Linked DNA regions of Gossypium hirsutum: region 1 is linked to region 2. The links are chromatin contacts, called in public Hi-C maps. All regions are on one chromosome and are shown on one strand. The core of a region is the stretch at or near the end of the contact, and the rest is flanking DNA. Distances in the headings are between cores, read along the strand shown.

Region 1 (2,700 bases), core at 81-2,580, 130 kb after region 2:
GTGCTACAAGAGCATACAAAACTTCTAAAAATAAAGACTTATTAAAGAATAAAAAAAAAAAGAAAAACATATAAAACTTAATACAACACAGGTCCAAATTGAGTTGTGAAATCATTTATTATTTTAAAATACTCTCAAAATAGAAATATATTAAGAAGTTGACGAAGAGTCATCCGCTTTCTAAGAGAAACTATTGGTGGCAAGTAGAGTTTTAATAATAATATACATTATCATTTGTGAAGATTAACAAATTGAAAAAAAAAAAAAAGAAAACAGGTGAATGAATGGAGAGAAAAAGAAAGAGTTATTAGTGAAAGGGTGAAAAGAATGGGTAGCGACAACTTTGTAGAAACAAACGAGTTAGAAAAAAAAGTTAATAAAATTAATTTTAATTGACTAACCCACGTAATATGTTGTGGATTTAATTGTCGAATTTGTAAATTTAAAAAACTCAACAAATTAATAGAAACAATATCATAAAAAGATAATGGCACCAGTGGCCTATGTATTTTAAGGAATGTCTAATTTGATTTTTGAAGTTTAATTTTGTTAATTAATCTGGAATTTAACACTATTATTTTACTGTGACACTAATAAAATAGTGATATGTGGCATTTTTCATTAACTAAAATAGAAGAAAAAGGATAAAAAGTTTTAAAAATATTTTGCCCAAAAAATTTCTCAAAAAATCTAAAAAAAACCCAATTTCTCATAAAATCCCTATACTTAAGTAGATTAAAAATTTTCAAGAAATTTTCATATCCCTCTTTTCATCTCTTCTTATTGTAGAAGAAAAAAAGAGTAGAAATTAAAATTCTTCATGTTCCTATCGCTCTTGTCATCTCTTGGAAGAAAAAAAATGTAGAAAATGAAAAGAAAAAACCCAAACCTCTATTTTCATTATCATCTCGTATTTGTTCAACCATAAAACATAAAATCAAAAAATCAAAAGCCCTAATTCCATTCAGCAACAACAAATCCATCGAAGAAAACAATGGTGTCCATATGCAAGGCCACCATCAATGATGCAAACTTGCAACTTGCTTTGCCTTCTCCAGAATTACCAAATGAAGTAGTATTTTTACCACACCCACTCATGGCCAAGGACTACAATGGCCTCATCGTCGGTTACGTCCTTGCCAAGATGGAAGGCGAAATCAACCAGTGCCACGGCCACATCATCTCTCTCGCCGTCAAGCTTGGCCTTGTCATTAAGCTAATGAATATGTTTTGAAACTTTTATGTACCACATTAAAACAAACCCCAAAATACAGGGGTCATTGATGTCATTATCCATATAAATTATCAAGGAAGAAAGAACAAATATTATAGGAGAAGCAAAGCAGGCAGATAAACTTTGATGTCTTATCATCCACGTGGAGTTATGCAATAGGGTGAGAAAATTCAGGTTAAGAAAAGAAAATGCAAAACTGCTTCTGGTCTCAAATCTCACTCACATTGAAACAGAATCCTGATAGATTACAGATTTGTAACCTTCATTCCAAGTGTTTGCTAATCATCTACAAATGGCGCTGTGGGCAACTTCTTGTTCGTCTTCTGAGAAGCTTTTCCTCGCATCTTCAGCTGCAACAAAAAGAAGGATGGGAAGCAGAAGAAGAGATTTAGTTCATGTTGGAATGACAGATCAGGCTGAGACGGAGACTATATCAATAGCCTACAAGGAGGGAGATCGTGAAAGGCCTAAATGGGCAGATGAGACCCCTTTCTCTCGCCTTGTTGAAGCTCTTATTTCATTTAAGCCCTTTTACTCCCTGCTTAAGCTTGGTGCCCGACAAGTCCTAATAAGGTTCCTTCCTTTCTTTCTTTTTTTGTGTCTGTGTGTTTTTGATGTATATGTCTATATGAAATAATGGAATACAATATGCCAACAGTACAGCGGAGAAGAACAACATTCCATGGAGGGAGATGACGAAGGAGATTCTGGAATCGGACGTATATAAGGAGCTCAAAACCATTCAGAACACCTCTCTTCAATACCCTGATTGTATGCATTTCTCATCTTCTTTTAATGATTTATGAAACCTTGGGATTTATTTGTTTATTTTTAAGGTATTCAGTCCAAATTAAAAGCTATATAATTGTGTACAGATTATCTGAGTCCTTTTCATGCATATGACGAGGGCAATCTTTCGTGGCTGGTAAGTATCCAATTTAGCTTTCCCCTGTTTTATTTTTAATGCTTTCACCATGTATTTAATTTGCAATCAACAAATTCCAAAAATTATAATCTAATATTTAAACAAATTACCCTCTTATTATTAAATGGATCAATTTAGTCCCTATATCATTAAAAATAATACAATAAGACCAAATTATAATAGACTTAACCTTTACACTTTAAATGAGTTAATATTTTTAAGGTTTTTATAGTTTTGTAATAAAATATTTTGTTTCGAATTGAATTGCAATAACTTTCAAGACATCTTTTATATAATAAATGTTGCATTTGTTACAACTTCGATTTATTTAAAATTTTTTATTAGTATAAGGACTAAATTGATCTATTTAATAATGAAGGGATTAATTTGATTCAGTCCATATAATACAAGGATCTATTAGGTACTTTTAACCGATATAGAAGTTTATGAATACTTGTTTATAGAATTTAGGGTTAAGTTCTTGGACTATCAATCCAGAAATGGCCCAAGATTGTTCAATCTCCAAATGGGTTAAAACTCG
Region 2 (2,705 bases), core at 27-2,526:
GCAGAACGTGCCATTAAGTTTGAGGGCCTACCTAAATTTTTCAAAAAAAAAATTTAGGGGCTTAATAAGAATTTTTATAAATTTTAGGGGTTTAATTAAATTTTTTTTTTTAAGATGAATGAAAATTTTCAAAAATTTTGGAACCTCTAATTAAGTTTTTTAAAACTTTTGAAAGATTGAACTAGAATTTATAAAAAATTTGAGAAAGTTTAATTAAAATATTTGAAAATTTTAAAGTGTATAATAAAAATTTTGGGAAATTTGGGGGCATGAGGTTCCGCCCTTAGGGAGAAAACTGAGAAGAAACGAAATGTGATGGCGTGTGATTTGCCCACCAAGCCAGGATTGATTTGATTTGTTATTTTATACTCCACTATCAATCCTCCCACTATGACCTCCCCAATCTTTGATTAAAATAAATATATTTGACTAATTGAGAGAACCCTATCCCCTACACTTCTCTACCATAAAAGAGGAACCTTCCTCTGGGAATAACCATATACATCTTAAATGCTCCTACATTTAGCAAATGAAGCAGCGCCATTCATCTGTCCCACAATCTAAAAGCCGAAATCAAAATATTATAAACTGCACTGCTTGTTTGCTACCATTTCAAGAGAAAAGAAAAAGCTAATTTCTCAACCATGCAGTTAAAGGAATTAAATTTCTCTCCTAATCTACTGTCACAAAATGAAAGCAAAGAAAAGCCCAGCTATAAGAATGTTGATTCATGAGATCTCAAATAAATAAAGAAATCTATATTAATGGAATGCGGGTGAAAAGAGAAGAAAAAAAATACCTGAGTAGAAACAAGAATATCGTAAGAGACAGGGAAAGCCCTGAGCTGCTTCAAGGCATCGACGCATCGGGAAACCTCGGAAACGGCGTCGGAGGCAGCGGCTAAATCAGCCGCTTTCTTGGCAGCTTCGAACAAATCCACCAGCTCCCTCTCCATTCGCCAAAATAAACCTACAGTTCAAAACTTAAAAAAGAAAGATAAGAAAAGCTATGCTTCACATTTTATAAGGATGTTTTGAGATAGACCGAAGCCAACAAGATCAAGGATACAAGTGGTGTTTTGGACTTTCTGGTTTAGTTTAATTGGACCAGAACTGGGTCAACATCAAGGCAGAAACTTTGGGGGAAGGTTTCTTGAAATACGGATTATCGTTCTCAGACGTCCGTTGATCTGAAGGGAACCGACGGTCTCTCATCATTTGGGCTTTCTTCTACACTGCTGGGCTGTTACATCTGTTTTTAGACTCTCCTAGTATTAGTAATCAATTAAGATGATTTAATTACTAGTCATTTTCAATCACTGCTGATCTTAAATTTGAAAAAAATATAAATATATAATACCCAAAATAATTATAAAATTAATGGAAATTTTTATAGAGTAAATATTTTTTGTTATTTAAAAGATTAAAAATATGGATAGAGTGATTAAACAACAATAAAGTTTATGAAAGTGATATTTTCTAAACCACCGTTAAATTCATCCGCGATTCTTTGGCACGTTTTTCCATCTGTCTTTTTGACATGGTTTTTTAGTTTTTTCTTTTTAGTTTTTGCTCAGCTTTTCAAATTGAGATAGTGCATCAATGAAGGATAAGATGGCGAATCTGAATCTTGATGACGAGGAGGAAGAGGTTTTTTAGGAGAAAACGATTGAGTCTAAAGAAGACTTTCACTTTTGTTTGGTTGGCAGTTGCTTAACAGATAGTGTAGTCTATTTTTCGTCTTTAAGAAACACCATGGCTGATTTATGGCACCTTATTGGGGGCATTGCTATTACTGATCTAGATGAGAAGCGTTACTTATTTAAGTTCTTTTATGAAGTTTATCTGAATAGGATTATAGAAGGAATGCCATGGTTTTTCAATAACCATTTATTGATGATGCACAAGTTACAGACAAGAGAGGATCCGCTAACGTTACCTCTCAACCATGTTGAGTTTTGGGTCCAAATCCATGACTTGTCACTGAGCCTTATGTCAGAAATAATGGCACGACGTGTTGGATCTTTCTTGGGGGATTTTTTTTGTCTATGATACAATGGTTCCTTCTCTAGGGATGAAACGGTACATGAGGCTAAAGGTTTGCTTAGATATGCAATTGGCCTTTAAACAAAAAAAGAAGGTTATGTTGGGTGACTGAGTGTTTTATGCTAGGTTTTAATATGAAAAACATAGCTTATTTTGTTTCATCTGTGGAAAACTTGGTCATGATGAAAGTTTCTATCTGGTGAAGGTAAGGGTGGATTCATCATAGATTTTTTTCAGATGGGATATTACTTTGCGAGCTCCAACAAGAAGGGGTTCGATGGGAGTTAGCCGTTGGTTGTGCAAATTAGATGGAACGAGAAGTCAAAGTCTGGATAAGGAAATAGAACTTATCTTGTGCAATTTTGGAGATTTTCTAAGGAATCTTTATCCTAATCTCAATCATAATCAATCAGGCTCCACTAATGAAGGGATGTTGTTGGGAATCTATGGCATTACTACAAAGGGATTTGGGCCTAGTGGTTTTGAGCCATCTGTTGCTGGGCTTTGGAGATATGATCAGATAAAACTAGTCCTATCCAAGTAGAAGATGGGAAGAAAAAACAACAGACGTTGTGAAGCACATCCAAAGTTTTTCTTCTAAGAGAAACCGAGTGCCAAACGACAATGAAGAGGCATCAGCTGGCTCTGCTAGGTAGGGTA

What was found. Hi-C and Micro-C count contacts between places; a contact is called where the count stands out from the background.
Region 1: a Hi-C map of leaf shows a contact between it and region 2, with 1.8 times the contacts expected there. The contact joins the promoter of LOC107896856 here to the promoter of LOC107896850 in region 2. A contact is called at or near these places in 16 of 34 Hi-C or Micro-C datasets (callus, cotyledon, hypocotyl and 3 more).

The regions. Positions count from the first base shown.
Region 1 is chrA10:88,757,183-88,759,882 of Gossypium_hirsutum_v2.1, forward strand. It overlaps LOC107896856, which reads left to right and starts at 1,331. Exons shown (of 7, transcript XM_016822152.2): 1 at 1,331-1,807; 2 at 1,893-2,005; 3 at 2,110-2,159. The coding sequence starts at 1,527.
Region 2 is chrA10:88,625,697-88,628,401 of Gossypium_hirsutum_v2.1, forward strand. LOC107896850 (transcription elongation factor TFIIS) reads right to left here and starts at 1,277. Exons shown (of 2, transcript XM_016822146.2): 1 at 800-1,277. The coding sequence starts at 955.